2 separate regions of the Podarcis muralis genome follow, and region 2 is linked to region 1. A link is a contact called in public Hi-C data. All regions are on one chromosome and are shown on one strand. The core of a region is the stretch at or near the end of the contact, and the rest is flanking DNA. Distances in the headings are between cores, read along the strand shown.

The links. A called contact is a pair of places that touch in the nucleus more often than the background predicts.
Region 2: a Hi-C map of blood shows a contact between it and region 1, with 6 times the contacts expected there. The contact joins the promoter of FAM50A here to the promoter of UBL4A in region 1. A contact is called at or near these places in 2 of 3 Hi-C or Micro-C datasets (blood and tail).

What each region holds. Positions count from the first base shown.
Region 1 is chr17:37,702,853-37,708,369 of rPodMur119.hap1.1, reverse strand. UBL4A (ubiquitin like 4A) reads right to left here and starts at 2,527. Exons shown (of 4, transcript XM_028711648.2): 1 at 2,392-2,527. The coding sequence starts at 2,439. It overlaps LOC144325976, which reads left to right and starts at 2,676. Exons shown (of 3, transcript XM_077921350.1): 1 at 2,676-2,866.
Region 2 is chr17:37,977,926-37,983,442 of rPodMur119.hap1.1, reverse strand. It overlaps FAM50A (family with sequence similarity 50 member A), which reads left to right and starts at 2,070. Exons shown (of 12, transcript XM_077921667.1): 1 at 2,070-2,175; 2 at 3,281-3,405. The coding sequence starts at 3,295.

The DNA.
Region 1 (5,517 bases), core at 1,278-3,777:
TAAAAGACCATCTCACCCTTTATATAGCCAACCAACTACTGCACGCTGTAGTAGCAAACACTTATCTCAGCAAGAGGTCCGTTCCATACAATGTAGGAATTGAGTTCTTAGTGTGGCAGCATCTATCCTTTGGAACTCCCTCCCACTGCATATCAGACAGACACCATCTCTATTGTCTTTTTGGTGTTGCTGAAGACCTTCTGGTTTTTCAACAGTTCTTTTAAGTGGAGATTGTTTTGCTCTTATATGAGAAACTGTCTTAGTTGTTGATTTTTTTTACTGTTAAATCACTTGAGATTAATGAAAAATGAAATACATTTTTATGTACTTCTAACATTACTGGATGTTCCAACCTTGGAAGGAAGTAATCTTTTTTCAAGGTACAATCTGAGGGAATATAAAAGCACAAGAGGAACCTTGACGGATCGGATAAAGAACCATCTAGTCCGGCATTCTGTTTCCAAAGTGACTAACCGGATGCCTGTGGGAAGTTTGCAAACAGAACACGAGTACAACCCTCCCACATGATGCAACCACTTGCTGAAGCTGAGGTGGTTTGGGTCTGGTCTGCTTTGAGCATTATGGAAAAAAAGAGGGGTATAAATGTGCTAAATCAGGGATGGGGAACCTCTGACCCTCCAAATGTTGCTGGTCTCCCAACTCCCCAGGTAGCCCAACCTTGTATTAAGAGCCCTTAACCCTGACCCAAAGGCATGTGGTTACTTTCCTGCGAAGGGAAGGCACAGAATGCATGGTTAGAAACACTTACCTTCCTCTATCCAGATCCTGGGCGTGAGCCCTAGCAATAGCAGACACTATAAAGCCCTTAAGAACTTAGGACCAGTTTACCTATAAGATTGTGTTACCCTAATCAACTCATCCAATGGATGGAATTGGCACTACTACAGGTGCCGTACCCATTCCACATTTGTAAGAACTTGGCTGTTTAGCATGCCCACGCCTGCACTTTGGAACTCCCTGCCTATTGAGATCAAGCAGGAGCCCTCACTGTACTCCTTTTGGTGCAGTGAGGGCTCCTGCTTGATCTCAAATAGGTACAAGCTGTTTAGACAAGCCTACCCCACCCAGATACTTAGAAGCTGATGCCACTTTTAATCCGTTTTAGCATTTTAACTTGATTCTGCCGTTTTGTATTTTTGAGGTTTTTGGTTTGTTTCTCTTTTACAACCAAGCTGTGTACACATTTTACGAAATGAAGCAATACTACCACTCTATTTTGCCTTGGTCAGACTACGCCTGGAATACTGTGTCCAGTTCTGTGCAGCGTAATTTAAGAAGTATATTTGACAAGCTGGAACATGCGCAGAGGGGGGAGACCAAGAGGCTCAAGGGTCTGGAAACCAAGCCTTATGAAGAACGGTTGAAGGAGCTGAGTATGTTTAGCCTGGAGAAGAGGAGACTGAGAGGAGCATGACGACCCTGGGGGTCCCTTCCAACTCTACCGTTCTATGAAAATAAATATTCCAGCAGCAGAGCTGAATTCGACTTTGTAAACAGAGAAAGGAAAAGGCAGCAGGAGAAACAGCTGAGGGCCGGGAGGTGTCAGATCTGCCCAGGAGCCCCCACCCCCTGAGTGCATGAGATCCCTTCACAGCCATCTATACAATATGATAATTTTTATTGTCATTGTCCCATACAGAACAACGAAATTGAAAAAATCTACATCAAACATTCAAAACCCAACAAGCCTGCTATCCCAGCCTTGTTAGTCCCCTAAAAACTCTGATACTCCATAATTAAATACAATACACTCCTTTAGAGACTGCCTTACACTGTGTTTAAAACCAAAATTGCATTTGAATAGAAACTGTTTCTCAGGTGGCTAGTCCTAGTCTTTATAGCCCTGTACCTTCTTCCAGAAGCTGAAAGAGATCATTTCCGGGGTGCGCACTGTCCTGCACTATCTCTGCAGCTTTCTTATGGCACCTGGAATCATAGATTTGATCCAAGGTGGGAAGAGTGCACCCAATTATTCTCTCCGCAGTCTTTACAACCCTGGACAGCATTGTTTCCCCCCTGACCGTGCAGCTCCCAAACCACACACACAGACCATAAGTTAATACACTCTCCAGAGTGTACAATGGTAAAATGCCATCAGCAGGTCCTCTGAGAGATCGTTTTTCCGGAGGATTCTCAGAAAATACAACCTCTGCTGTGCTCTCTTCATCCTGGAAGGGACCCCTCGCTGCCCTCCGGCCCCCCACCCGCTCCCGCCGCCCTCGGCCTCCTTCCTCCAGGCCAGGTCCTCCCGGTGGCTCCTCTGGGCTTGGGGCGGGCGAGGGCTACACCCAGGCAGCAGCCCACACCCAGCTCGGGCCTCGGCCCCTGACTCAGCGCCCCACCGCCCGGGAGCAGCAGCAGGAGGGATACCTGGAGGCTGCATTCCCGGCCCTGGAGCGCCTTCACCGTCAGCAGCATCTCGGGACCCCGCAGCTCGGAAAGCCAGAAGCGGCCCCTTTAACTGAACCATAGACACGCGAGGAAGAAGCTGTCCGGAAGGCAGAGCGGCGCGGCGAAGGGAAGTTACGTAGGCGAAAGGAAGACGCGGAGGCCTCTCATCTCGACGGGGGCCGCACGCGCACTGAAGCTGTCAGAGAGAGAAAGCGGCCAGAGAGGCGGAACTTGAGTCTGTAGGAGGAGCGCAACGTCCGAGAAGACCGGAAACTGGTGGACGCAGCGAAACCCAACCTCTTTCCACGTCATATGAAACTCTATGATGCAAAGGCTCACGTGCCCGGGAGTGATTAACCATAGAGTGGAGGTGGGGTAGAGCGGGAATAAGGGAGACTGGGGGTCGCGGGGGCCGCAGCCTGAGAGACTTTAATAAGATGCTTAGAAAGCGAAGGTAATTTTATTTTCATTTTCATTTTCGGTATTTTAACTTGTGTATGTTTTGAAGTAGGGTTGTGAGTCCCCCCCCCCTGATTCTGTTGTTTTATCTTTTTGTAAACCGCTTTGAGGGTTTGTGAGGTGTGTAAATTTTATGAAATTAATTAGTTGATTAATTGATTTCAGGTTGTAGATCGCGGCCCTTAAAATCTGCCAAGCGCGGGGCGAAATCAGTAGAAATGAACAGGAGGCGATATTTTGTTGTTTAGTCGTTTTGTTGTGTCCTCCTCTTCGTGACCCCATGGACCAGAGCACGCCAGGCACTCCTGTCTTCCACTGTCTCCTGCAGTTTGGTCAAACTCATGCTGGTAGCTTCGAGAACACTGTCCAACCATCTCGTCCTCCGTCGTCCCCTTCTCCTTGGGCCCTCCATCTTTCCCAACATCAGGGTCTTTTCCAGGGAGTCTTCTCTTCTCATGATATGGCCAAAGTATTGGAGCCTCAGCTACAGGATCTGTCCTTCCAGTGAGCACTCAGGGCTGATTTCCTTCAGAATGGAGAGGTTTGATCTTCTTGCCGTCCATGGGACTCTCAAGAGTCTCCTCCAGCACCAGAATTCAAAAGCATCAATTCTTCGGCGATCAGCCTTCTTTATGGTCCAGCTCTCACTTCCATACATCACTACTGGGAAAACCATGGCTTTAACTATACAGACCTTTGTTGGCAAGGTGATGTCTCTACTTCTCAAGATGCTGTCTAGGCCTGTCATTGCCCTTCTCCCAAGAAGCAGGCGTCTTAACTTTTATATGCCTGTCGTCTTTGTCCATGGAGTTTTCTTGGCAAGGATACTGGAGTGGCTTGCCAGTTCCTCCTCCAGGTGGATCACGTTTGGTCGAAACTCTCCACTATGACCTGTTCATCTTGTGTGCCCTGCTCGGCGTAGTTCATAGCTTCTCTGAGTTCTTCAAGCCCCTTCGCCACGGCAAGGCAGTGATCCATGAAGGGGAGGAGGCAATATAAAAGGCCGAAATCCAGGCGGACTCAAAGCTTTCCTTCGTTGAAGTGCTTTGAAATAAATACCGTAGTTGTGCCGCCAGGGCCTTGCAGAGCCAGGCAGAGGCCCGAGCCAGGTAGATAACGTGCCCCCCCTTTTTTTTACCCTGGGGATAACTGAAGTCTTATAAATAATAAGTATATAAATAATTTTCGCAAAAAGTTATGCTGACAAATAATTTTATTTCAAGGCTTGAGCCGTATCTGCATATAAAGACCAAATGGAAAATATAGATAAATATGCTGACCGAGACCCCCTTTGGAATCGGAGGGCCGGGCCAAGTGGCCCATATGGCCCCCCCCCTCTGTCTGGGCCTGTGTGCCGCCTCTCAAAGAAAGCACAAAAGAAGCTAGAAAATGTTGCTGTGTCGCTCTCTCTCTCTCGGCATGCTCGCTCACAGAGGTGCCAACTTCCTGGGGCCGTGGGAGCACCCACAAAATTCCCCGTGGAGGGGCTGGGAACCTACAAATTTCAGTGCCAGGACCATGGACGCTGTGGGCACCCACAGTCGCAGGGCCAAGCTGACACTCCTTTACATCATGTGTCTGTCATGTGTCTATAAAACACTAAGGATGAAGTTCAGTAGGTTGGTCCCGGCTTTCTTTCCTCTGCTATGGAGAGAGCAAAACGTGTTGAGTTTTTTTTCCCCCTTCCAAAAACAAAAAAATACAAAGGGGTCCCTGACACACACACACCACCGCACGTTCAGTGGGCTTGCCTACCAAACTGGTGGTTCTAATTTGTGAAAGCATATCATATCTATAATTTTGCCTTTACAAGCCGTCTGCTCTTTTTGCTGGCCAGGCAGGTGCTTCTTTTTAAAGTTTTCATGCACGAGTCCCATCAGGGGAAAAGGCAAGGAAATAAATAAATAAATAAATAAATAAATAAATAATACCAACTTTAGCATTGTCAGCAAGCTGTTGTATTCATAACCTGCCTGCGGACTTCCCATAGGCATGTATGTAGTGGCTGTCGGAAACAGAATGTTGTGTTAAATAAGCCATTAGCATGGCAGGCTTTTTTATTCCTGCATTGCAGGGGGTTATGCTAGATGACTCCTGCCAACTCTACAGTTCTATTATTCTCATGCTGTTATCATCCATCTCAACCCCTCTTACTTACCTTTTTCATAAACCAAAAGGTACTACAGTGGTAACTCGGAAGTCCAATGGAATCCGTTCCGGAAGTCCATTCGACTTCCAGAACATTCAGAAACCAAGGCATGGCTTCCGATTGGCTGCAGGAAGCCACATCAGACATTCAGGTTCCAAAGAACATTCGCAAACCGGAACACTCACTTCCAGGTTTGTGCCATTCGGGAGCAAAAACGTTCAACTTGCAAGGCGTTCAGGATCCAAAGTACACCTGTAATCTATATAGCCTTTCTTCATGGGGAAGTGTTCCATTCTGATAAATTGGGCTGCCTTTTTCTCCGCAAAACCTTTTCTTCTTAACAATCGAAGATGAAGCAGGCTCCTCTAGCAAGTGATACAACTTTTTGGGAGCGAACGGGCATGGTTATTTCAAAACACTTGAACAAAATGGGAACATAACTCAGCTCTGCTTTAAAAGTTTGCTTCGTTTCCCAAGCCCCTTCTGCTGTTGCCCCT
Region 2 (5,517 bases), core at 821-3,320, 280 kb before region 1:
CAGCCTGGCCTTTGTGGCTTAATCTTTTTGGAAATGAATTCCAATGCAGAGCCCAGCGCCTTGTGAACCATGAAACTTGAATTTTGTTTTAACCTGCACAGCTTAACTCTGGTTACAGACTTCCATCTCATCTGCTTTTTTTCTACTGCTCAGTGTCATTTTTTCAAGAATTTAGAGTTAAGCAAGGAAATGAAGAATTGCTGTTTTAGGGAGCCAACTGTTGGAATTGATCAGATTATTCAAACTTCCCCCAGTCTCCCTGTGTGTCACCAAGATCTGAAAGCAGATAAGTGCAGGGTTTAGCAAAATACGACCCTTAATATGTATCTAGAAGTGTGGCACATATTTGGGCATAATGCATTTACCTCTCATCTACCTTGGGCTAAGACCTTTTGGCTCAGTTAATTTATGACCCTTTCCTCTTGGAGCAGAAACCCTGTTTGCCAAAATAATATGGGGACAGGAGCAGTACTTGCAGGGAAGAATTGGTGAAGAGTTCTTAGGCCTTCTCTGCAATTCTGCCCTCAGGGAGCCTCTCTTTACAGTAAGAGTGCTGGTTTTTATTCTCCCTCTAGCACAGTGCTTCTGTCATACTAGAGCAATGATCATTAAAAGGCCCTAGAAGAAATCTCTGACTCTTGTGGAGCAGGGACATGAAGAAGAGCCTCAGATGAGGATTGCAGGGTCTGGGTCAGTTCATATATGGATAAACCTTTTGGGCAGATACTGTGAAATTTACATATTGAAGAATTTAGAGGGCACCGCTTATTTCCTGTTGAGCTGCAGAGCCAACTCAAGTAGAATGAAAATATTGTTTACAATATTTAGAAAGGTGGACAATTCTAAACAGAAGAGGTTTCAAACTAATATCTTTTAAAAAGGATATCCACACAGGTCTCACTCCCAGCTGCCAATTGCAGAATTCTCCACATCTGGGCAAGTGTGGTAGAAGTACGCAGAAATCACTGTAAATGCAGTCAGAACATTTAAATAAAACTGGTCACATCTACACCATCCATTTAAAGTACATGGCTTCCCTGAAAGAATCCTGAGAAGTTTAAGGGTGCTAGAAATTGTAAGTTTCTGAAGGGTATAGTTTCCAGGTACAGAGAAGGTTGACGTTTTCATTGCAGTACTCTGAAAAGTACATTCTATTTTTTGGGTTTTTTTAAATGAAGGCAAGGGAACACATCCTGCAGGCTTCAAATCCCTTTTCTGTTGGGATGTCTGTACCTTTAAAAGACAAAAATTCAACAGACTTGAGATGCGCAGGGAAAGATTTAACTTGTTTAATTTCTACACCATGTAATAAGTTTTGAGGGCACAGGATTTGCAAGTCTTCTTTCCTGTAGTACTCTGGAAGAACTGGAAGCATCATATTGCCTTCCCCAACACCCCAAAAAGCTTGTCCCAAGTTGTGTTTTTATTGTTGGTTTTCATTGATTTTTATATTAGTCACTTCCAAATTTGCAAGAAAAGCGATTAACAGATAGGTGTGACAACTCTGAAGGGCATAAAATAACTGCAGCTAGATGCAAGGAGAGGGGGGTGCTGTATTTCACCCTGCAAACTAAAAAAGAAAACGGGGCTTTCTGCAGGCTGACTGCCAAACCAGCCTTTCCCAACCTTGGGGAGGGAGGATGTTCCAGCTGTTGTTGGACTCCAACTTCTCTCATCCCTAGCCAGCAGGACCAGGGAGGGCAATGGGGGAAAGACTATACAGGCTACGATCTTATACAGCTGGGAGTAAGCCTCACTGAGTTCAATGGGGCTTACTTCTGAGTAAATGTATTCACAGGCTCGCACTGCACGCCTTTGTCTCAAGCGCGTTCCTTCCCTCCGAGTCCTCCAGAGACACAAGGGATCAATAACCCACACCGTTTCCGTCGGCCCTCTAGGGGGCGCTGACTCCGCGTCGTCGCCATTCGCGGAACCGGAAATGGGTCCCGCGCACTGGCTCCTCCCTGAGCGAGTTTCCGGAAGACGCTTCATCGCGACAGGGCTTCCACCATAGTGATGCCGCGGGCCAGAGCGGAACTTAGCCAATAGCGGGCGGCTCCGGTTTTCCCCCCTGCCGGAAGTTCCGCTCGCGAGTGACGTAGGTAAGGCAGCTGGTGGGATCTGCGGCTGGAGAAAGGAGAGGCGGAATCAGCGGGGGCTCCTTCTCCTGACCAGGCAAGGCCGCGCCGGGCCCCTCCATTTGCGCGCCCCTCTTTCCCCGGCCGGATCCGAGGCCCTCCCTCAGCCGTCCAGGTTCTTCCCCCTCGCCTGCTCCTGCTCTCCGGGCAGCAGCCTTTGCCGCGCTGGGTGCAGCTGCCGCTCGAGGGGCAGAGCTGGGGGGTCTGTGGTAGAGCCAGCCCCCCACGCCCTCACGAGCCCGCTTGGAAGGATTCTGGATAACGAGGCCGGGAAATCTCTTTAGGGACGCTGCGAGCCCGCAGGCGCAACATCCCGGCCGGTTAGTGCGGGCAGCGCCTGCACTTTGGAACTCCCTGCCGATTGATCAAGCAGGCGCCTTCGCTGCGCTCTCTTCGGCGCCTGCTTAGAAACATTCCCTAACTCTGCCCAGATGGTTAGAAAGTTGCAGCAGAATCATATTCTAGACAGTAGCATCTAGTCCAGCCTCCTGTGCAGCTGTCCCAGACGGGGATCGAACCTGCAACCTTGGCGTTATCAGCTCCAGGCTCTAACCAACTGAGCTATCCATAGAATCTTAAGAGTTAGGAGGGACCATCATCTAGTCCAGGCACGTTCAACAGGTAGATTGTGATCTACTGGTAGATCACTGGACGTCTGTGGTAGATCACTGGCTCCCCCCAAAGAAGCTCAACAACTTTGACTTGAACCCAAAAAAGGGGGTAGATCACTGCCAGTTTTTAACTCTGTGAGTAGATCGCTGTCTCTTGGGAGTTGGCCACCCCTGATTCTAGTCCAACCCCCTGCAATGCAGGAATCTCCGCTAAAGCATCCATGACAGAGGGCTAACCAACCTCTGTTTAAAAACCTTCAAGGAAGGAGAGCCAGGCTAAAGTAGTTTTAATCTCTTGGTATTTCAACTTATGTAGCTTTTAAAGTAGTGTTGTAATTTTTTCTTAATTTTATTGTTTTGTCTTCCTGTAACAACCTTTGAGGTTGTTGTTTTGTTTTTGTTTTATAAGCAAGCAGTGTATAAATCTTATGAAATGACTAAATAATTAGTCAAGAGCCAATGGTTGCTTGTTATAAAGCTGCTGCTTCATACATTCATGTCTATGTGGGGATTTTTATTTTTGCCTCACAGGTCCATCTACAGCCATGGCGCAATACAAAGGAGCTGCCAGCGAGGCTGGCCGGGCACTCCAGCTGATGAAGAAGAGGGAGAGGCAGCGGGAACATATGGAACAGATGAGGCAACGGATTGCTGAGGTGAAAGGAAGCAGAAGCTCCTAAGGGGCAAGATGGCGGGTGGGTGTAATTTGGTTGCTGAGAGGTATTACCATGAAGGTGTGGTGCAGAACCATTGGAGGACTCTGAATGCAGGGAATGGGAAAGAAGGCAGCAGCATGGAATTGTCTGTTCTTTGTTGTCAGGAAGAGCCAGTGCAAAATACGGAAAGGTGTTTTCAAAATGATCATAGAATTTTGTAGAGTTGGAAGGGACCACGAGAGTCATCTAAAAGTTGCAATGCTTTTCATATGTGATGCTTTTCAAATGCACCTTTAAGCCATTTTTCTGCAATCTGTAGTGTTCATACAGTATAAGAAACCAAATTGAGGCATTTTAAAATCAAGCAGATGTTCTAATAAATATTTAACAGCATATTCAAATTATGGTTGCAGGTAATACAACACCCTAGCCCATGGTGAAGCTGAGCATGCTGAGTAAAAATACTTTAAACCAACGTATCTATCTTTTGGCAATAGTTGTGGATAATAGTTTCCTCATGATTCCTCCCCCCCCCCACTACATTTCAGTAGGCCCTTGGCATAGTTTTTGGTTTTTTCTTTAACTTCACTGCTCTCTTCCATTATAGAGTTGAAGGGTTCAATCCCTGCCCTAAGCAACCTTAAATATTGTTCCTTGCAAACCTCTCTAGAAAGATTTCACAACTTGTTGTTTTACCATAGGGATGGAGAACCTCTGTTCTTCCAAATGTTGATATTCAGCTCCCATCAGCCTAGCTAGCATAGCCAATGATCAGGGATGACAGAACGTAGTCCAAAAGGTTTTTATTCTTCTGGCTTGATGTATTCTGTATATTCTCGTCTCCTTTTCAATCACTTGTCCACCCCACCTCTTGTAAGTTCTGGCTACCAGATAAAAAAAATCCTGTATGGTTGTATCCCTTTTTGTGAATATTCGTTTTCTGCATGACTATGGTTTGCAGTTTTCTTCTGTTATTACTGTCAGAAATTGCCCATCTTCTTCAACTTGTCTGTCACGTAACGTATCTTTCCAAAATACTTTTCTAACTGTCTGAGTATAGTGAAGTACATTCCCTCCACCCCACCTCTTTTAAAACCTGGACTTTGTTATCCTTTCTCTTTCCTTTTATTTGACTAATCATATCTTTCATGTTAGGATCATCACCATCACATTGTCTGTTAGTATTGCTCTGTCAAAGTGAACTAAGATTTAAATGAATTGAGATTCTGACCATTCTATTAACCTGCTGAAAGAGAAAATAATAATCTCAAATGCATGTAAGGTCTCTTGCATAGTTAAATAGGTTCTGTCTCCAACAAATATGGTAATTGCAGCAAATTTAGAAAAATTATAGGTGCTCACAAATATGCCTCAAAACATGAAATATTTCCAGTTCTGAGTTAGTTCCTTATTATATTGAACAGGTGTGGGAAGCACTGGGGCCTCCAGATGTCAGTGAACTGCAATTCCCATCAGTATGGTATCCTTGTATTCCATCCTTGTTGGTAGTTGTAGTTCAGCAGCATTTGGAGGGCCAAACACCTGATCTTGAATATTGCTTTGCTGCTTTACAACTTGAACACTAAGCACATGCCTTTGAAATCTCCCTCTCCTCCGAGCAGTAGGGCATAACACAGCTGCTTCTACCTACTCCAGTCTTGGCATCTCCCTCCCTCTACCTGCTGTCACAAGCAAGAATCCCAAGTGTGCCGTACCTGGGGGGGCGGTGGATGACAGGACCAGTGAGGGAGCAGACACAACTTCCTTTTCTTCTGCTTTATTAGGAGATTTAAAGTTTTATATGAAGTGCCTGGGCTGCAACACTGCTTTTTTCTGTAGTGTTAAGCTCACCAAACAGAAAGGTGTTTCCCTGGAAGCAGGAGAGCTTAGATTGTGCAGTGTGTATTTAGTGCCAGAGAACAATCTAATTCTTTATTAGAGAATTCCTCATTCAACGGCTCTGATGGATTTTGCGGGTCTCTAAGCAGACATTCACAGTGTTATCTTTTTTCCTTCATCCAGATACATTCACAGGTATTGCCATTCCCTTCATCTTGGACCTGGGTGACCGTATACTTTTTCTGCAATGCATTGAGTTTATAGACTCCTTTC